Regions from separate parts of the Mus musculus genome. Here regions 1, 2, 3, 5 and 6 are each linked to region 4. The links are chromatin contacts, called in public HiChIP or PLAC-seq and promoter capture Hi-C maps. All regions are on one chromosome and are shown on one strand. Each heading gives the region's core, a stretch centred on a gene start, on an enhancer-like site or on the middle of the called end of the contact. The rest is flanking DNA. Distances are from core to core; before and after follow the strand shown. Region 1 holds the start of Nae1 (NEDD8 activating enzyme E1 subunit 1). Region 2 holds the start of Ddx28 (DEAD box helicase 28). Region 3 holds the start of Pskh1 (protein serine kinase H1). Region 4 holds the start of Tmem208 (transmembrane protein 208). Region 5 holds the start of 1810019D21Rik (RIKEN cDNA 1810019D21 gene). Region 6 holds the start of Slc12a4 (solute carrier family 12, member 4).

Evidence for each region. Promoter capture Hi-C pulls out the DNA fragments that hold promoters and counts their contacts. HiChIP or PLAC-seq counts read pairs in DNA pulled down with a chosen protein or histone mark.
Region 1: a contact with region 4 is called in a promoter capture Hi-C map of stem cell-derived epiblast-like cells, with 2.5 times the contacts expected there. The contact joins the promoter of Nae1 here to the promoter of Tmem208 in region 4. A contact is called at or near these places in 3 of 39 promoter capture datasets (cranial neural crest, hippocampal neurons and stem cell-derived epiblast-like cells), 1 of 484 Hi-C or Micro-C datasets (CD4 T cells), 2 of 115 datasets of contacts at active chromatin or transcription factors (embryonic forebrain and stem cell-derived neural progenitor cells) and 1 of 9 other capture datasets (adipose tissue).
Region 2: a contact with region 4 is called in a promoter capture Hi-C map of liver, with 3 times the contacts expected there. The contact joins the promoter of Ddx28 here to the promoter of Tmem208 in region 4. A contact is called at or near these places in 4 of 39 promoter capture datasets (hippocampal neurons, liver and pre-B cells) and 1 of 115 datasets of contacts at active chromatin or transcription factors (pancreatic cancer cells).
Region 3: a contact with region 4 is called in a promoter capture Hi-C map of pre-B cells, with 3 times the contacts expected there. The contact joins the promoter of Pskh1 here to the promoter of Tmem208 in region 4. A contact is called at or near these places in 2 of 39 promoter capture datasets (hippocampal neurons and pre-B cells), 1 of 484 Hi-C or Micro-C datasets (embryonic stem cells), 1 of 115 datasets of contacts at active chromatin or transcription factors (epiblast stem cells) and 1 of 9 other capture datasets (liver).
Region 5: a contact with region 4 is called in a FOXA1 HiChIP or PLAC-seq map of pancreatic cancer cells. The contact joins the promoter of 1810019D21Rik here to the promoter of Tmem208 in region 4. A contact is called at or near these places in 4 of 39 promoter capture datasets (hippocampal neurons, liver and pre-B cells) and 1 of 115 datasets of contacts at active chromatin or transcription factors (pancreatic cancer cells).
Region 6: a contact with region 4 is called in a promoter capture Hi-C map of liver, with 2.1 times the contacts expected there. The contact joins the promoter of Slc12a4 here to the promoter of Tmem208 in region 4. A contact is called at or near these places in 2 of 39 promoter capture datasets (both in liver) and 1 of 115 datasets of contacts at active chromatin or transcription factors (pancreatic cancer cells).

Annotation. Positions count from the first base shown.
Region 1 is chr8:104,533,056-104,536,247 of GRCm38.p6, forward strand. It overlaps Nae1 (NEDD8 activating enzyme E1 subunit 1), which reads right to left and starts at 1,582. Exons shown (of 20, transcript NM_144931.3): 1 at 1,457-1,582. The coding sequence starts at 1,509. It also overlaps a transcript of Car7 not described here.
Region 2 is chr8:106,009,633-106,012,843 of GRCm38.p6, forward strand. It overlaps Ddx28 (DEAD box helicase 28), which reads right to left and starts at 1,854. Exons shown (of 1, transcript NM_028038.3): 1 at 1-1,854. The coding sequence starts at 1,792. The coding sequence ends at 170. It overlaps Dus2 (dihydrouridine synthase 2), which reads left to right and starts at 1,846. Exons shown (of 16, transcript NM_025518.4): 1 at 1,846-1,946.
Region 3 is chr8:105,899,188-105,902,732 of GRCm38.p6, forward strand. It overlaps Pskh1 (protein serine kinase H1), which reads left to right and starts at 1,287. Exons shown (of 3, transcript NM_173432.2): 1 at 1,287-1,353.
Region 4 is chr8:105,324,926-105,328,107 of GRCm38.p6, forward strand. Tmem208 (transmembrane protein 208) reads left to right here and starts at 1,452. Exons shown (of 6, transcript NM_025486.3): 1 at 1,452-1,549; 2 at 2,126-2,221. The coding sequence starts at 1,544. Lrrc29 (leucine rich repeat containing 29) reads right to left here and starts at 1,343. Exons shown (of 7, transcript NM_001368408.1): 1 at 1,302-1,343. The coding sequence starts at 1,325.
Region 5 is chr8:106,133,804-106,137,266 of GRCm38.p6, forward strand. It overlaps 1810019D21Rik (RIKEN cDNA 1810019D21 gene), which reads left to right and starts at 1,597. Exons shown (of 4, transcript NR_040346.1): 1 at 1,597-1,818; 2 at 3,364-3,463. It overlaps Esrp2 (epithelial splicing regulatory protein 2), which reads right to left and starts at 3,171. Exons shown (of 15, transcript NM_176838.2): 1 at 2,767-3,171; 2 at 2,554-2,682; 3 at 1,020-1,133; 4 at 807-921; 5 at 431-529; 6 at 157-211; 7 at 1-86. The coding sequence starts at 2,964.
Region 6 is chr8:105,964,154-105,967,698 of GRCm38.p6, forward strand. It overlaps Slc12a4 (solute carrier family 12, member 4), which reads right to left and starts at 1,962. Exons shown (of 24, transcript NM_009195.3): 1 at 1,772-1,962. The coding sequence starts at 1,886.

The DNA.
Region 1 (3,192 bases), core at 332-2,831, 790 kb before region 4:
TTTTACAAGACTTAGTTTCCCTATCCAGTATCAAAGACCGTCTGCCTTCAAGGATTCTCAGAACTAAGTACCTACGTCTCTGGGAGAGTAAGAGCTAGGTAGTCAATACAAAGAGAAACCTCCATCCTTAGGGACACAGGGTAAGTTCTCTTGAGATTAAGAGAGGCGAGGGGATGGCAACACTTTGATACACTTAGCTGACACAGAGTATACTCAATAAGAAAGGAAGAAGGTGGGAAGAGACAAGGAAGGAGAAATAGCTAAAGAATCCACCGGATGGTTTAGATGTGCCCTGTCCAAATGGTTTCTGAGTACTAGAAATGCAGCTGGCATGAATTAAGACATTTTTAAAATGTGTATGATACCTGATTTATAAGACTCTGTGAACAACAACAACAAAAATAGCTTGGTAATTTTAACAATAATTACGTTGAAATTGTAATGTTTTGGAATACTAGGTTAGATAAACACTGTCAAATTTGATTCTGGGATTGGGGAATGTAGCTCAATTTGGCAAGCAGGCATGATGTCCAGAGTTCCAGCCTCAATACTTCATAAACCGGGTGTAATAGTCCACACTTATAATCTCAGCTGTTGGGGAAAAAGAGGCAGAAGGATTGCATCAAGTCTGAGCGCAGTCTGCTCTACATTGCAAGTCCAGGCGGCCACTCAAAGGTAAAAGACAAAAAAAAAAAAAAAAAGGGGTGGGGTGGGGGAGCAAAAACTTATTTTTGAGTCTGGCTGGGCAGTGAGCATCTTCAATCTCAGCACTTGAGACCTGGGACGTAGGCGCTTGAGTTCAAGACTGGCCTACTTAAGACCATGTCTCTATATAAACGAGAGGGGTGGGGAGAACTAGTAGCAAAACTTATTTTCCTGTCTCTTTATTCTCCCGGTTCCCAAGGTCTTCCAATGGAGGCCAGGCTGGCTTTCAGTTTCCGATCCACCTGCCTCTGCTTCTCAAGTCCTTGGGATTACCATGTCTAGCTTCTTTTAACTTTATTTGAAAGGTGCCTACTGGAAAATGTGTAATTACGAACACGGTTTGCTCCGATAAAGCTAGCATGACGCATTTCTATTGGCCAGCGCGGGCGTAGACCAATACCTGCCGGGGCGCAGCGCTCGGCGGTCGGGCAGGATGGGGTGCTCCCACCCCCCTCGTTTAGCGAACGAGTAGGGAGGGCCTGCCGAGACTGTGCAGCCCAGTGGGTTGGCGGAGACACCGCGCACCGCAAACCGCGGACAGCCAGCCGTGCGGGAAGGGGCGAGCCGGCCTTCGCCGAACACTCGGGCCAGTGGCCGGATCCCAGAGCGCCGGCTCCCCACGCCCTGCACGGCCGGCCGCAGCCGCAGGCCCGTGGGAGGCCGGCCTACCCGGCCTAGGCACTTAGGCCCCGCGGGTGTCAGGAGAGCCCGCCAGCCTGGCCGGCTTGCTCACTCGTAAACCCCGGCTCACCTCAGCTGCCGGTCGTACTTTTGCTCCTTGAGTATCTTCCCTGGCTGCGCCATGGCCGCGCCTGGCCCGCGAACAGCAAAGCCGCCTAAGGAGGCCGCCACCCACTCGGCCTCACGCAGGCGCACTAAGCGCCCTCCTCCAGCGCGCAGCCAGTAGGGGGCGCCGACGCTGCACTGCGCACGCGTCACTGGGAAGCCGGGGGAAACCTGAGGTTGAGTTCCACAGAATGTTTCTCTCTCTCTACCTGCAGTAATTGTGGAGAACTCCGACTTTTAAATCGAGTGATAATCCTTATCACTGATAAACCTTAGTCCTCTTCTGGGTGAGTTCACCGTTCCTGAGACTCCTCCAAGAGGAACAATACACCAGCATACTTGTATATAGTATTCTATATAGAGAAGCTACCCTGATGGGTAGACAGAGGGGCCCCACCCCACGGCTTCCCTCCAAGAATTGTTCCCCGTGGTGACGCAAGGGAAAGGGGGTTTTGAACGAGATGAAACGGCATCAGGAGACAAATGAGAAGTGGACTTGGGGGACGGGAGGGTGTCTGAGAAGCAGCCAGAGTTGCCTGTGAAGCCCATGAACAAGGAGGAAATTAAAGCTATCATCGATTCATGTGACACAGGATGACTGTCCCTTGGTGGCCGATGCTAAGGAAGGAGCTTATGAGCAAGTTGAGGACAAGAGGGAAGAAGAGGCTTGCTGACAAGTAAGAATTGCTTTCCTCTATCCCAAATCCTAGAGGAGTCTCCAGATTCATGATTGCCAGATGCACTTGCACGTCCTGAGATTATTATCCCAGCACATGATGAGTGTACATCCACACATAAAATCCTTCCAGCCTTGTGGGGTGAGGGACCAAAGAGACGGCTCCATTTGACAGTAATATTGCAGTGCTAACAAATGCACTTCCCCTGGGCACAGTGTTAGGACACAAGGTGAGGGGACACCCTGCTGTGACCTCCCTCCCCCAACCCCTATGGAACCCAACTGATGGGAGAAAAGGGGCGTTAGGCGTTCCCAGCTCATTATGTGCTTGTGCATGTCTGTCAGTTGTCACATTCCCTCTCCAGTTAGACAGGTGAAACGTGAGCGATATAAAATACACCCAGGGAATGTGAGAAGGTCAAAAGTGAAAGTGAAAGTTCACTACATAGCCTTGCATACACCTTGGCCCCAGGAAAGGAAAGATGGACAAATGTAATTGGAAACAACAACATCAGGGGCCGAGGGTGCTGTACTGCCTGCGACTGTGTGATTTTGAGAAGCATTCAGTTGTTAGTAAGTGGACAAGGATACCTCAGAGCATGCACTTCTTACAACTTTTTAATGTTTATTGATTGGTGTGTGTGCAAGAATGCCATCATGCACTCGTGGAGGACAGAGGACCATTTGCAGAAGTCACTTCTCGTCCTCTTCAACACAGGTTCGAGGGATAAGCCCAAATCTTCCAGCTTGCTGAGCCATCTTGCCACCTCTCCTTTGAGGAAAACTTATTCTTAAATGTATGTGTGAGGTTGTGAAATATTCACTGTGGGAACTGAACTTGGATCCTCCGCAGAACAAGTGCTCTTAATTGCTGAGCCTTCTCCCCAGCCCTTTAAAAGAATGGGTGCAAAGGAAATGAAAGAAAAGGGGAAGAAAAATTAAAGAGGTTATCGCTGTAGTCACTTCGGTTAAAAGAATGAAGCAGGGGAGATGGAGAGATGGCTCAGCAGTTAGGAGCACTGACT
Region 2 (3,211 bases), core at 604-3,103, 690 kb after region 4:
CCACTTTATTTTCTGAACGTTACTTTCCAATCCTGTCCAGTAGTTTACTTTTCAAATCTCCAAACAATTCATCATGCTTTCAGAGAGGCAAGGGCTGGCGTGACTCAATGTCGCCCACTGACAAGTGTTCAACTTCCTGCTCTAGCACTAGATTCAAGCCAACCAAAAATCAGGCCTTTTGAGGCAAAGGGTCCCCCACTGAAGATGCTAGTCCTGGAAGGCTTCTCCTTCGGCGAGCTGCCAGTTCAATTTTCTGAACCAGGCTCACATCCCAGGGGTGGGTCACAAAACTGATAACGGACCCTGGCACTTCGCTGCCCACACGACCCACCCTTCCTGCTCTGTGGATGTAATCCTGCAGGGTAGGGGGGAAATCGTAATTGATAACCACTTCCACGTGGACACTGTCTAGGCCTCGGGAGGCGATGTCTGTGCAGACAAGTATGTTCTGGGAGCCCTTCTGGAAACTCTGGAAGATACCTGCCCTCATTGAGGCCGGCATTTGCCCTTGCAGCCTTAGATGTTGAATCTTGTGGTCATCCAGAATGTACCCAAGCCAGTTCACGGTGCTGGCGCTGTTGCAGAATACCAGGACAGTTCCCGAGGGTTCCGTCTTACTTGCTTTGTCCTGCTGTTTGAGGATCTGAACCAGTTCTGTCACCTTGTCTGCTCCCTTCAGTCTCATAAATGTCTGTCTGACATGAGGCATGAGACAGTGCAGCTTGGAGCTGGTAATGGTGGTCAGACTGTCTGGACTGGTGACTTTACTCAGTAACTGGTTTAGGCCTTCTGGAAACGTGGCTCCCACCAGCACTAACTGGGCTTTGGGATTAAAGGGGTCTTCTAACTCGGCTGGACTTTCTGCTATAGGGCTCTTTTCCAAGATGTAGTCCACCAGTTCCAGGAAGCTTTCATCTAGCAGTGTGTCTACTTCATCTAGCACTATGAAGTTAAGATGCTGTAAGCTGATCAGTTGACTTTTCAGAGCCTTCCACAGCGCCCCTGGAGTAGCCACTAACACATCGGCTGCCGGTCGTCTATACAGCTGAAGTTTGAGCCTACTCATCCCGAGGCCTCCGCCAAGTTCTATCACCTGCAGGCCCAAGTACCCACCCAGTGACTGGGCCACTGCCTGCACCTGTTCGGCTAGTTCTCGGGAAGGTACCAGAACCAAGCCTCGAGGAGCCGTGAAACTGCGGGAGTCCAGGTCTGACCCTCTCAGGAGCCGCTGAAATAGGGGCAGTAGGTAGCTAAGCGTCTTGCCACTGCCAGTTTCCGCAGCGCAAAGGAGGTGGCGGCCTCGAAGCAGTGGGGGGATGGTTTTCGACTGCACTGAGGTTGGCTGCACAACTTCGGGGACAGCCTCCTGAAGCGCCAGCAGCACTCGGGGTTCCAGACCCAGGTCCACGAAGCTGCCCCGGGACGAGAGGTTCCTCAGGGCGGGCGCCTCTTGCTGCACTCGCTCTATGGAGAAATGGTCTTGCCGCGATCGCCGATGCTTCCAGCCACGGGAAGCCAGTGGCGCTCGCTCCCAACGGCCCAGCGTGAGGCGTGCGGGCTGGTTCAACTCCGGCCGCCGCGCCGAGACCAGCAGGGGACCGGGGCGCACTAGCACTGGCCGCTGCAAACTCCCACGGCCGCTCTGTCGCTGTTCCTGCCGTCGCTGCAGAGCCCGCGGAACGCGCACCACTGGCAAGGACTGGTCGGAACCGCGCACCACTAGGTTCCGTCGAGGCTCCAGAAGCAACCGTACTGCTAACGCCAGCAGCCGCGATGGCCCGGCTAAAGCCATATTTCCCTTGATGCAGAAGAGGCGCGCGCTAATGACGTCAAGCACGCCACCGTAGTCTGGAGTACGGTGGCTGGCGCGGATCAGGGTGGCGTGTGGCGCTGCAGCACCGGCTGGAAGGAGGGAGGAGGATCCTTAAGAGTTCAGTGGCTGCGAGGTCTGTAGGTTTCCACCCGGCATGGCGATGTCCAGATTGGAGTCATCTTTGGGGAAGGGTACTCGGTGGAGGCAGGAATGGGAGTCCGCAGTAGGAGGGGGCCATGGGTCCCTGGCTCAAGGAATCGAGTGAGGATGGCCTCTGTCATTTGAGTGCTTAATTTCTGATAGTCTTAACTTGTGGTCTTCATTGCCTCGCTCAGTCATCCCATAGAACTCCAAAGGTACAAAGTTCGACGATGTTTTCGTAGATATGCAATCCACTCAAAGCCTGGGTGATGCAAGTTTGCTGAGACTGAATGAATGGTAGGCCAGGGGACTGAGACAGAAGTTGGGAGTCTGGGTTTAAGCTCAACCCAGTTCTTTAGTTTAGAACCCAGAGTGCATGCTGGTGGCCTTCAGCTTATTTCGTCTTTGAAGTTAGAGAGATGGTCTCCGTTCTTTCAGGTGTAGTTTCTCAGGTTTTTTTTTTTTACACTTTGACCCTACCTCTCCAGGCAAGTTTCACCCTCCTTTCCTTGTCGTCGCCCCCCCCCCCCCCCCATGCATCTCAGCCTGGACCCATCACTCTAGCGGTCTGCTCATAGCCACTGGCTTCTCAGGCAGATTCCGAATTGCCTGACTAGAAGTAGAAAGAAGGGTCCCGTTACCCTCCTGGAGTGATGAAACTTATCTCACATAGCACCGGTCAAGCAGACTACTTGACATGAATTTAGTGGTTCAGGTTATTAAACGTTTAATTTTTTTTTTTTACTTCATACTTTTTGAACATATCTGAAAAAATGGGCATCAAGTGTCTGGAGTGGGAGATAAGGTCAATGTTTGTGGATTGATTACCTGGGAGGTTCCTAACGTCTGGAGAAAGTGTTTTAATTTCATTCATGGGCTGGTGAGTTGGCTCAGTGGGTAAGAGCACCCGACCGCTCTTCCGAAGGTCCGGAGTTCAAATCCCAGCAACCACATGGTGGCTCACAACCATCTGTAACAAGATCTGACTCCCTCTTCTGGAGTGTCTGAAGACAGCTACAGTGTACTTACATATAATAAATAAATAAATCTAAAAAAAAAAAAAGTTTAATTTCATTCATTAGAGCTGGCCCTCCATATTTATAGGTGGACCTCTGTGGAATTTTCCACTGTAGAGTGAGAATATTCATGAAAAAAAATGTGTCTGTACTAAATATGTATAGACATTTTTCTTTAATGTTACTCCCTAACAATACAGTATAACAAGTATATACATCATGTTTATATTGCATTAGTCAT
Region 3 (3,545 bases), core at 37-2,536, 570 kb after region 4:
CCCTGGGTATCCTGTTGCTATAGACAGACCATGCAGGCCTTGAACTCAGAGGTCCCCCCTCTGCTTCCCAAATCACACCAGGCTGGGTTAAAGTTCATGTTTTTAGTAATCCCATAACCCTTTGAGAAACAAATTTCATTGCTGCCATTTTGAAAGATGGTCTTAATCTGTATCCCAAGAAAACTTATAACTTCTATAACCTGGCCTTTTTTTTTTTTTAAACCTCTCACTGCAATATCCCCTTAAATTCCTGAGTGCCAGGATTATAGGCATGTGGGAACACACTGATGAATTTTTTTATTGAGATAGGACCTTAATAAATACACCAGGCTAGCCTCAAACTAAAGTCTTTCTTGTTGCTGCTTCCAAAGTACTAGGATTACAGGCTAACGATGTTTTGTCTTTTTTAAAAAAGTAAAAGTTGTTTCAAAACCTAGTGTGTTAGTACAAAAAAAAAAATCTTTATTTTTTTAATTAATTAATTTTTTGTTTTTTTTTCAAGACAGGGTTTCTCTGTATAGCCTTGGCTGTCCTGGAAGTCACTTTGTAGATCAGGCTGGCCTCGAACTCAGAAATCTGCCTGCCTCTGCCTCCCGAGTGCTAGGATTAAAGACGTGTGCCCCCACGTCCAGCTTCTTTGTTTATTTTTGAGACAGGTTTCTCTGTAATAGCCCTGACTGTCCTGGAACTAGCTTTGTAGACCACACTGGCTTGGAACTCAGAGATCCTCCTGCCTGAGTGCTGAGATTAAAGGAATGTGCCCACCATGTCAAGCTTGGTAACAATCTTTTTTATTCGTTATTTTATTTTATAAATCTCGTGATTCATTTGTGTTTGCATCAATACATTAACAATCTTTTTTACTTTTTATTTTATGTTATAAATCTCGTGATTCATTTGTTTTTGCATCAATACATTAAAAAAAATTAGCCCTGGCGTGATGACACACTCCCTTGCCCTTCAAGAACTCCTTCATCTATAGAAGAATCTTGCCATTTTTTTTCCATTTCTCTCGGTCATTACCTTTCCCAGAACTTTTCCCTCCACAAATGGCTCCCCAGCGGTGTCTAGCGGCAAACAGACCCACCCCTGGAAAAGAGCTCTGCTCCGCCCCGAAGACGTTGATTGGCAGGCACTCCGAACCCCCCCCCCCCCCTACACACACTTGCGTTCGCGTCTGGAGGCTCCGCCTCCCTTCCGTCCCTTGGCCGCCCAAGTTTGTTTTGGCGTCAGGCGCGCGCAGTAATGACGCCACCACGCTGACGCGGGAGGATGGCGGCGGCGCCCGTGGCCTGGGCTGGGAGACGGTGGGCTGAGCCGCCGAGACTCCGGAGAGCCCGCCGCCCGCGCGAGGTGAGGCCTTCCGGCTCGGGGCTTCGGCCTGACCGGCGTGAGGGGCCTGCGAGTTCAGCCGCGGGCGCAGCCAGGGCCTGGCGCGACTCCGAGCCCTCGGTCCCCGTGCACTGGGGCCTGTGGGCTGGGGAGCAGGCCGGGCTGTGGCTACCCGCGGTCCCCAGGCATGGCCTCGAAACCTCCTGCCGCGTTAGGCCCGATGGACTTGGTCATCTGCCTGTCTGTGGCCCAGCCGTCCCGCGTCCAGCGCGGGTCAGGTTGATCTAACCTTGTTGTGTGCGGCGCCTACTCCACACCCTTCCCTTGCGACTGAACGCCAGGGTCCTGCGGGGGCCATCGATCGCTTCCATGTACTGGCTGGAAAAAGGGCCAGAGTCCAGCTGGGTCGCTTGCAAGGCAAACCTGTCATACTTATAAGGAGAGCCCCGCTCAGTCCTCTGAAGCTGCTGCGTGTATAATTCGCACCAGAAAAATCACTCGTTAAAATTGCCTCCTTAGTCACTGTAGGGAAAAACTAAACCTTGTAGCCTGCAGCATTCAAAGCTTATCATAATCGGATGTGGCCTACCTAGCCCTGCAGAGAACGCCTGGGCACGTCTGTACTGCGATTATGTAGTGTTTTGTTGAGGCATGTGAGCCTCCTATTAACTCTGTGGTTTCATACCCTCGAGGTTCAGATAGCTGCTTTCTCGGTTTGTGAAACTTCCGTTCATTTCCACCCTCACTCACCAGTAGAGGAAATTAACCTGTGTCTTTTTGAATCTATCACCAATGTCTTTTCCTTGGAAAACTGTCTCCTGCGTTCACACAGTAGTAGTGTTTAGTTAAAGCTATCGGGACACTGACTTGAATAGATACAGATTAAGCCTTGGGGGAACATCTGTCATGGCCAGCATTTTGAGATAGTCACAGCAAACAGTGACATCTTGAAGTATTTTTTTTCAAGATACAAATTCAAGAGTTTTACTCTTCTCTAGATGTGGTAGACTACACTTCCGATCAATAAGGGCTAGTTTAGGCTACATAGTACATTTAGGACGAACCTGGGCTATATGAGACCCCGTCTCAAAAACAAAATACTCCAAAGCCCTGGTTTGGTGGTGCATGCCTGTGATCACCGCACTCCTGAGAGAGAAGCAGGAGGATGCCCAAAAGTTAAAGGACAGTCTGATATAGTGAGGCTGTCTTGGGGGTGGGGTGGGGGGAGTCTTCACTTTATTTTTCTGCTGATTTCGTTGATGGAAATTGAACTCAGGGCCTGAACCCTTTTCACTTAGCTACATGGTCAGCTTACAATGTATGGTAGCTTAAATGCTGTAACCCCAGCATTTGCGAAGCAGAAGGAGCAGGATTACCATGGTACTTGAGATGATCCCAGACTGCATATCGAGTACCAAGTCAGCCAGGACTACAGAGTGAGACCCTGTCTCATGAAGCAAAACAAAAAATAAGAAAGAAACAAGATATGAGGTAGAAATCTGTGCTTTTAAAGTTTTTTTTAAGTCTCCTTCCTCCCCCTGTACAGTGATTGATCCTGGGCATTTTGCATTCTAACAACTGAGCTGTGTCCCCTTTTCAGAAAATTGTGAAAATGATGCAGTCAGGGCATAGTTGTGCACACCTGTAATTCCAGCATTTAAGAGACTGAGGCAGGAGGATTGCTCTAAGTTTGAGGTCAGTCCTGCTTCTATAGTGAGTTCATCAGTCAGTGTAGCCTGGGCTACAGAGTGAGACCCTGTCTTGAAATTAAGAAAGCAAAGCTAATGATATTACTGTACTTCTTGGATGAAGATTTGTGCTATTGCCCCTGGAAGCTACTGGCCTTGTAGACTCCTGTTATGGATCGTTGCCCATACCTTGGAAAGACTTTGAAAGATCTAAATATATGCCAATAATGTTCTATTGAGGTACACCCCTAGCCCCAGAAAACTTCCCTGTCCATCTGTCTATCTCCCTGTGTGTATGTGTGTGCTCACTCGTGTCGGTGAGTAGGTAGGTAGGTTGGAGACAGTTTGTGAGAGTTGGTTCTCCTGTTGGTTCTAGATAGAATCGGGGGTCAGTCTTGACAGCAGGTGCTTTTGCCACTGAGCTCTCTTGCCAGCCACATCATGGTTGATGTTTTTGGTTTGGATCTAATCAAGACTAATACCACTGAGGTAGAACCCTGGCCATCTTTTTCACTTTTGATTTTT
Region 4 (3,182 bases), core at 202-2,701:
GCTCCCAGAACACCCCCAGCCCATCCTCACTACCAACACAGCATCTCTTTTCCCGTATGTGGGGCTCTTTCTGCAAAGTCCTTCTACAGTGACTTCACTAGCCCCGCTGTGTTTTCTCCTTTCTTCTCAGATGCTAAGTACATACGCAGTACTCACCCAGTATTTACTGGACTAAAGATAGTCCTTTGCCTCTACTTTCACCAAAGGTTTGCTCAGGGAAGGGGTGGGGGATAAAGGAGATTACTATTCAGAGGAAAATGACTAGGACCAGAGAGGAGAGACATGAGGAAGAGTATGGATGGGACTGGGATGACTAAGCCCCCATCCCTAGGGGGCTAAGAGGGAAGACTGGACTAAGAGAGTGGCTGACCTATCTTCTGAATGATCAACCCTGGGAGCCATGCTAAAGGACAACATGTCTTAATGGAAAGGATCATACATAATTCATTATCCTGAGAAATGCCTTTCTAGCACTAGAGGAGTAGAGATAGGGGTGGAGTGGTCATCCCATGAGAGCACCCCAAAAGATTACTACTACTGGTAACCCATGGGGTTTACAGGGATGAATAGATACCTTCTGGGGCCAAAAGGGAATAGGATGTCACGACTCAAGGGAAAAGGCCTGACTTCCTAGGGCAACGAGAGGGGGTTGCCAACCCTCAGGGCAAAATGGATAGAGAAGCCATTTCAAAAAAGGTGCAAGACACAAAGCCTGCATCTGTATCTCCTTGCCCCTGGCTAAAGGAACAAACACCCCATGGGGTTGAATAATACAGGGGCAGCCATCACTAGGGGTCTAGAATGAGGAGCAGGCTTGTCTTACATTAAGGACATTGGGTATGGTCCCCAGAACTAGGGGGCGGGAGCAGTCTATTTCCAACTGCGAGGACGGTGGGGGAGGGGTGGAGGAAATGGAACGACCATTCCAAGGGGCCAATGGGGATAAAATTGATTACCCTTCAGGGACGGTGGAGCGGACATCTTCTAGAACTGAGGGGGAGGGAACGGCCATCTCAAGGGAAAGGGATGGGCAGTGAGTCCGTCCTCATTGAGGTGACAGAGCAGCCATCTTCTGGGGCCAATGGGTAAAGAGGGAATGGTATCCCAACCGAAGGGGTCGAAGTGGCCCCAAAGAGGACCGTTACCCAGAGTTTTCAGGTCGTGGGATCCGCCGGGCGGCTCGTTTCCGCCTGGCGGGAGGTGCCGGGCGAGCTGTCAGATAGCCTTTCCCCAAAGCTCGGGACCCCGAAGGCGGGGCCTGTCCCCGACCAAGGCCTGAAGGACCGCTCGCTTCCTCTCACCTCCAGAGGCAGCGAGTCCGCCATCGCAGTTCTGCCGTCTCCGCCCCCACGCAAGGTTTTCTGGGAAGTGTAGTCCCACCGACTCAGGGGGCGGGGCTTCGGAAGGAAATGAAATCCACTTCCGCCCAGGAGCGAACGATTGCGCTCTTTACCGGAAGTGCATGTGCTGCCGATGTGGTGTCTACTGACTGCAGTTCCAGTTACTCGCCCTTGTTTCAGTGGCTGGGTGTCTGCTGCGCACCATGGCGGTAAGGGACAAGGCGTGGTCTGCACCGGCAAAGCTTTCCCGATGTTGGGAAAGTAAAAACAGAAGGGCTCGAAGGCATAAGGCACTGGGCCAGAGAGGGGCGCCACCCAATGGACTGTGCTAGACCGAACGGGATGCGGGGAGAGTGGCCGTGCAGGACTACACCAGGACTAGTGTTGGAGGCTAGGGCGGGCGCGGGCGAGGGTAGTTGCCAGTTCCAGATCTAAACCACTACCCCAGAGGGACGCCATTAAGTTCCGCTGGAGTTTTCCCGGAGAGGATCTCAACCCAAAGCTGAACCTTACGAGGAAAGCCAAAGAAGATACTAACGTAATTTGAATTGTTTTGGGGTGAGCATTAGGCGATCATAACTGGGGGTACAGTAAAGTCGGTGTCCTAACTATATTAGGAAGATGGACTAGAGGAGTGGTCGGTATCTCAGGGATTGCTAGGGTTGACAAAGCACGCTAAGGACTTGGCTGCGGGGTAGATAAAGCTGCAGGTAACCAGGCTGGTACAGGGAGTGAGGAGGACTGAGGCAAAACAGCTCTGACAGCATCTCACCAACCCTCCGCAGCCCAAAGGAAAAGTGGGTACCAGAGGGAAGAAACAGATATTTGAAGAGAACAAAGAAACTCTCAAGTTTTACCTTCGGATCATACTGGGAGCCAACGTAAGTTGCTTGCCTTGTGCTTTCTCTGCCCTCTCATTCCTATCTGATTAGGAGCGCTGGCAAATGACAGCCAAGGCTCCAAAAGAGAACGTTGTAAAGAAATGAAGCCAGGCAGACACCAGCCTGTAATCCCTGCACCAGGGAGGCTCAGGCAGAAAGATGGGCGGTTTGAAGTTAGCTTTGAGTAACAAAGAAATCCTATCTCAAAAAAAAAAATTAAAAATAAAAATAAAAAGGGGTGATGGGGTTAATAAGTGAAGCTGGCCATAGTGGCATATAACTGTATTTCTAGCTATTTGGAAGACTGAGGTCAGAGTGTTGAGTGGTAACCAGAGCCCCACAGAAAGACTGAAGTCTCATTCGAGAGAGTGAGAGCAGGTGTAGCGCCGTGGTGGAGCCCTTGGCTAGGCTCTGCCAGCATCGCCAGCAAACACTGCCCTCCTCCCCCCAAAGTATCCAGGGACTGAGTGGTCAGAGCACTTGTCGCTCTTACAGAGGACCTCGGTTCCACTCCAGGGGCACCACATGGTAGCTCGAAACCTTCTCATTGAGTGGATCCAATGCCCTCTTGTGACCTCTATGGTACCAGGCACAGCGTCAGGCACATGGTGCACATAGATACATTGCAGGCAAAAACACTCATACATGTAAAATGTATTTTAATTTTAAACCATTTAAAAAAAAAAAGTAGCCAGGCACAGAAGAAATATGAACTAGACATAGAAGCAAAACATGAAGAAATGAAGGGGAAACAAAGCAAAACAACAATAAATAAATAAAAAGTCCCAGCTGAGATTTGTTATACTGAGGCCATACCAAGCTTATACATGTTATACTAAGGCTACTCTTCCTGGACAGATATGAGTCTAAGCGCTATCTGACTCAGAAAGCAGAGGTCTTCCACCACCAGGTTTCTTCCTCCTAGTCTGGCCCAGTTCTCGGTCAGAGTTGAGGAAAGCCC
Region 5 (3,463 bases), core at 347-2,846, 810 kb after region 4:
ATCGAGCCACATCCTGGTCTGATGATTGCCAGGGCAACCCACGGGCCCGTACTACAGTCTCATTGTCCACCACATCAGCCTTGCTGCTGTGGGGGGCAGGGCAAAGGATCAGAAATGTCCAAGGATTGTCACCCCCATCCCAGCTCCTACACTCACCAAGGGCCTGTCTCGTATTTCTGCTTTACCACTTCTGGCTTCGAGAACAACTGACCTGAGAGGAGATGGCATGGGGGTCAGCAGGGTCTGGTGGAGGAAGTCTCTCCACCAAGCTCAGCAAAAATAGGACCGGTGAGGGCATTGAGGACGCGGCAGAGGGGTTTCTACCTTGTGTTCTCTTAGAGAAGGTCACAAGTCAGCAAGGGGACTCTGTTGAAGGGATGGGCACTCACCCAGTCCTGACAGTAGCTGGCAAGCAGGGCAAGAATCTTACCATTGGACCCTTCAAGTAGGTGGAGAATAACAGCTACCATAGTCTTCACTTCCCAGACCCCAAAGTCATCTTCGGTAGCATCTGTTTCTAGTCCCAAGTCTATAGGCAGAGAAGTGACAACTGAGGTCCAGGTCTGTACATCCCACGTCACCCCGAAACACCCAGAGAATCCTAGCAAACACTAGTTGTGGCCCAGTTCATACATGTACCTACAGGTCCTCAGACCAAACACAGACATGTCCACATTCCAAATGTATCCCAAAGAATGAGGCTAAAAACATAGACCTGTCTACATTCATACAGCCCATACGGCATCATGCACATGCTTGGACATATTAGTCACCCCTCCACCTTAATTTTGATGGGTCACAGATACCCTGTGCCATGGTGCCCACTGTGAGGTCTCTGGCGGAGCAGGTGCTTGGGTGCTGCATATGGAATTCTCTGCGGAGGTCGTAGAAGGAGAAGAAGGTGTCGGGGAGCACCAGGTTCTGGGAGCACATGGGAGTGGGGGTGAATAGGTAACCTAAGGTGTTTACAACAGGGGCCTTGGGAACCCAACCGTACCCATGTGCCCTCAATGACATACCTTCCTGGAGGCCTCAGGATGCAGAACCTGTCGCAACAGCTGCTGCCCATCAGTGCAGAGCACATAGGGGCCCCCGCCCAGCAGAGCCACATCCCCGCTCACCAGCTGTGAGAACTGGGGACAGGGAGTGGAGACTCAGACATAGACTCACAGCTAGACAGCTGAAACTGGGGGGGAGGGGTAGCAGGAGGGAGGGACTCAGGCTGCAAAGCTGGTTCATCAGGATGTTCAACCCTACCCTGCCTGGGAAGTAAAAGGCCTTGCCCTAAATCCCAGGCTCCTAATCCCCACCCCTAGCCTAGTTCCCTGTCACCTCCTCTAGGCCAAATGAGAGCAGTCGCACATAACCCAAGCCCCCATTAAACACACTCCAGGAGTCTGGAGTCGGGCCAGAGCAAACACCTGGTGGAGTGAGGCAAGCAGGTGGGGAGGGGAGGAGCAAAGCAGGTTAAACCTGTCCTGGACCAGGCACCACCCTCAGACAGGTGGGGGAGGTTCACACCTGCCCGAGGGCCAAAAGGCCCATGGTCAATGGCAGCCCCGCCCCTTGGTCCGACCAACCCAGGAACAGAGCCACCAAGGACAGAGCTTCATACTTGGCCACTCGCAGCAGCCTGAGCTTTGACCCACACCCCATCGACCAACTGGCACAGAACTGTTTGCTCGTAGAGGGGGGTGGGTGGCACTCTGAAGGCTATCCAGCACGATCCGGCCCTTTCCCTTGGCAATTCTGTGACACTTTCCAATCTAAGGCCGACAGAGCAAGGCAACCAGATTTTTTTCTACAGCACCCTCCCAGGTGAGCAGTGGGCCTGGAGCCCTTCTGTAACCTGGCATCTGTAGGTCTTCTCATTAAGAACGAGAGTCAGAAGAGGAAAGGACTTAACACTCATTACAACTCAGTCATGGGGTGAGTGAGCAATGCAAACAGGGAAAACTCACTCCCACTTGGCCAGGGTGCGGGGTGGGTATGGGAGGGGGCATGCGCCTAGGCCTTTGCGCTCATTGGGCAGGTAGCCCCTAGATAATGTTCGGACAGCACCCACTCACCCACGCCTGGCCAGTCAGCTGGGACAGGCAGGCCTAAACCAGCCGGCCTCACCTAGAGGCGTCTGCCCCCGAGGCAGACACCGCCCGACGCCCTCGCTTCAGCGGTTCCCAGGAGAGCAGGCGGCAGAGACCAAGTGATCTACCGCTAAACCTGAGCCCACCTCGACCCTATTTCTGACGTGTCCTCTGCTAGCGGGGGGAGTGGGAGGGAGAGGAAGGGGCCTCGGGGGGATGGATCCCTTAGCCGCTATTGTCAACTTCCTCGGCAGGAGTGGATGTCTGTAAAGGTTGGAAGGTAAGGTGGCTCTGGGAATGGCCTAGCACGCTTCCACGCGGTAGTCGCTCAAAAGTTTCAAACAAGACCTTGTCCTACTGGCCGTGCCACTGGGTCGCGTCGCTCCAGGTCTCCCCTCCTCCCCTCCCCCTCGAAGTAGTGTCCCTGCCACTCCGCAGTTCCACCACCCACGCGGGCCCCCACGCTCACCTGTTGCAGCACTTTGTCCAGGGACTCCGCCCGCGCTAGGCTGTCTGCGCTGAGTCCACTCGCCTCGCGGCATTGTGGACTCAGGGCAGCCGCCTCGGCGCGAACTAGCGACTTGTGCAGCGTCCCCACCTAAAAGCACCGAGGGTAACCCCATGAGCCGCTGTGCCTCAACAGGCTCTGAAGCGTCCCGAGGTCCCCTCTTTCCCACCCTACCTGTCGGCTGCGCGGCTCCACCACTTGCCAAACTAGGAGGATTAAGTCGGTCTCGTCCGAGCCTAGGTCCGGCCCCAGCGCACCGGCAGTGGCCCCGAACAAAACCACCAGCGACTGAGGTTCGGGACAAGGGTCTGTGGCCGAGTCTACTGCGGGATCTGGGCCCGGGGGTGGGGGCGGCGGCGGCGGCGGAGTCATGGCCGCAGAGGAAGGGGGCGCTCGGCCACACACGCGGACCGACGAGGCGCACACACGTACCGACCGACAGCAGACAGACGAGCTTGGGCGGGATCCGGTGTGTTGGGGGCGGCACCTGCGGCCGGGTGTAGTGGGAGCTGCAGAGACCCGCCCGCGGTGCCCTTTGGGGCTGGGCGGTGCGGCTGCCTATCCCTGCCTACTCCGGCGAGTTACCTGCGGCCCGGAGAGGCCACGTGATCAGGACGGCCCAGGGAACCCCGCGGGAGGGCCAAAACCCTGCCCAGGAGGCAAGAGCTCACTTCTGCTGAGGCGTGCGCTCGCCGGCTGGAGTCCCACCTCTTGCTGCAGTCCGGCGAGACTCCTGGGACGAATCCATTCTTTCTCCTACTTCCTCTCTAGCAGGCACTCTGAGTCCTCCGCAAAAGAATGTGCAGGATCAGAGGCCTCTTTCCATTCTGCAAGGGTCACGCAAGACCCATGGAATTCAACAGGAGGCAAT
Region 6 (3,545 bases), core at 712-3,211, 640 kb after region 4:
GGTCCCTATGTACATGGAATCTACCTATAATGTCCTTCCATGACCTTCCCAGTCTGGCCACAGGCCATCTAGGTGAGCAGGCCTATGTATGCCCCTCAGAACAGAGGCGTGTGTGTGTGTGTGTGTGTGTGTGTGTGTGTGTGTGTGTTGTGGGGGGGATCCTAACAGAGCTAGGCCTAAGATAGTTCTGTGCTCTCTGATTCTTTGCTATATCTACAAAGAAGAAGCAAAATCACTCACCCGGATGCAGGGTGTCCCCCATGCCACAGACACACCACAATCTGGCCGAAAAGTAAATAGGAAGAGAAGAAGGGGGTGGGGTTGGGAGGAGCTGGCCTAGCCTGGAGGGATCTGGCAGGGCACAGCCAACAGCCAGCATAGCTCCAGGTTACTCCTATCAACCTGTGAGGGACCAAGGCGGAGCCAAAGAAAAGGCTCAGTACTGCCCATTGGTCCAGGCTAATCTCCAGGATGCAGTTCAGTACATCATCTAGGGACAGACATCCTTCCAGTCCCAGGGAAGGAGGGATATGGTTCCGACACCTTGGACCAGGCAAGGGGCAGCAGGGGATGTGGGATCTAGGGTTACTTACACACAGCTGTGAAACCTGACAAATCTCCGTGACATCTGCAGTCCATGCCCCTGGCCTGTATGTCCACATGGCAGGCAGGTCATTCAGTCACCGTTCACATGAAGCACAGACTACCCCTCAAGCATGTCACCATCACAGACCTATCAGATAGCCTCCGATACCATCACCAGACACAACACACATTTCCTACACCTTTCTATCACGGTCAGCCTCAGACATCACAGGCATTTGTTATCATAGCACCAGGCTCATCACTGGCAGCCTTCCTGGAAACAGTAGCCATAAGGACGTCCTGACCTGACCCTGTGATACTCAGCGACACACGTGCATTTACACATGCCTGGACAGCTATACAGACAGACACATATAACCAGGACCGTTCCCATTCCAAGTGTGAGGAGCCTCCGTGGGTGGAAGATGGAGAGATGGGGCACTGGAAGGGAGAAAGGGTTTACCTCTATAACCAGCCCTGATACCTAGGTTAAGGCACTACATTCTCATATCCGGGTTTGAATCCCACTGGAACAAGTTACATAACTCTTCCCCACCGCCCTTCACTCCTTCCTAAGTGCGAGTAACAGAACCTGTCCCATGGGGGAGGTTGGGAGGATTAAAGCGAGTTGCTTCATGTACAGTGCCTAGACAAGCCTGGCCCCGTGTGACTGCTCCCTAGGTGTCCATGATACGCACAGATCTACGTAGACCAAGGCCAACACAGGCTCTTCAGCGAGCACACCCTTTGCTCCTACCGGGCCAGTGTGCAAGGAGGCAGGGGTAGGGAAAGGACAAGAGAGGGGCGGTGAGTCATAGAGGAAGAGAGGGTGACACTCAAGAGGATGGGGGCGATTCACAGAAAGTGAGGAAGCTACAATCCAGGCTTCCATTGGACCCAGACCCGTGGCGCGTTCGGCGCCAGCCTAAGCAAGGCAGCCCGTTACCCGGCCTCCCAAGGCGGCCACGTCTGCAGCCCCCGCCCGCGGCCCTCGGGGGAGGAGCTGGGAGTGGGTGGAGGACGACCTAGCCCGGGAGTCCCGGACCAAAAAGACTCATCGGTCTGAGCGCGCAAGGAGCAAGAAAAGTGGAGTCCTGCATGGACGTCTGCGCGCGCGGTCCGAAGGCGCGAGTCCCGTGTAGATGCCCCCCGTCCCGGCCACAGCCCCCGCCGGGCGCACCCTCACCGTCCGAGTCTTCCCGCTCGGCGCGCTCGCCGTAGTCCACCCAACTGAGCCCCTCGAGGTTGTCATAGTCGCCGCGTCGCGGCCCGTCCACCGGCACCACGGTGAAGTGAGGCATCGCGCGCGCTTGGCCCGCGGTCCCGGCCTCCAGCCGGCAGTCCCCGCCGCCCCAGGCTGGCCCGCCCCGCCCGCTCGCATTCCACCCCGCTGCGCTCACTTCCTCCACCCGCCCCCCGGGCCGCCCCTCGGGGGCGGGGAGCAGGAGGGGCTCGGGTCGGCTCCTCCCCGAGGGGGGATGAGAGGACCCCGGGAACGAAGTACTCTAGCTGCTGGAGGGTAGGGTTCCTGTGTGTCTTTGGGTAAGGGGTTGCCCTCTCTGAGCCCCAAATGCGATACTTAATAAAGTGAGGGAAAGTATTTTAACTTTTAGGGGTATTATGATGGTGAGACGGGGCGCAGGGTGCACTGGCTCTGTTCCCTGAATCTAATTAGCTCTCAGTCACTTTTTGTTATTTAGCGGGAAAGCTAGCAGGACCTGGTCAATGTCACAGTGACCACCCCAAACCTCCTCAAGTCTTTCATCACCCTCACATACATACTCTTCCATAGCGGGAAAGCTAGCAGGACCTGGTCAATGTCACAGTGACCACCCCAAACCTCCTCAAGTCTTTCATCACCCTCACATACATACTCTTCCATTACCATCATTTCTCTCTAACGCTTCTCCAGGACTTTGGTAGCCTACGGTCTCTCCCTCAGTTCTGCTCGCTGCAGCCTCTCCCTTAGCAGGTGGTTGAAGATCGTATGCCCTTCCTAGAGGAGTCCGCTCCCTCCTCGCTAGAGGTTACACCGGCCCATCCCTCATCGACACTTTGGGATAGCCCAGTTATCTCATTTGAACTTGCTCCTTCATAACCTCACCTCCTGGAGGTTCCTGCACCCGAGTCCTTTCCTTTCTTGGTGCTAACTTCTTTCACACTCAGATAACTTACCTAGTCGCCTTGACTTGAGAATTTTTATCTTTCTGAGTTGTTCTTTTGGCCTCTTCCCCCACCCCACCCCGCTTCCTTCCTATCAGAAAGCTCCAGGGCTCATCTTTCTGCTCTATCTCCATTCTTTCTCCCTTTCTGGTGTAGCCTTTAGAATTTGGGCTGACTCTAGAATCCGCGCCCTCTGCTGCCACCCGCCAGCCCCAACTGCCTGGGTGGGCCGCTCGGCTAGGACCTCCCTGAAGCAGCTCAACAACTAACCCTTCCCAGTCAGCTCTTCCGGGCTGCAATCGGCCTCCCTCTCTTTCTGGCACCTTTAACTGCTTTCCAGCTGTGCGCGCGTGCTCTCGGCTCTGCATCTCCTATCCTGCACTCTCTGTATAGAAGGCTCACTGGTTACAAGCTTTTGTTGTTCTTGCCCCAGACCCAAGTTCAGTCCCCAGCACCCACATCAGGTAGCTTATGACTGCATATGTCTCTAGCTCCAGGGGATCTGATGCCCTCCAGCTCCCTCAGACTGTACCAGGGTTCACACACACACACACACACACACACACATTTAAATTTACCTTTAAAATTGAAAAATAAACTGAGCAAGAAGAAATATAATACAAGCTATGAGTAATAAATATTCCAAAAAAAGATACAAGGTATAACTAATAGCATTACCCCAGTCAGTCCAAAAATCAAAACCAAAGAAGCAAACAAACAAAAAAACAGGTGGGTGTCTACTGAGGAACAACACTTGAAGATCTTTGGACACACACACACACACACACACACAGAGG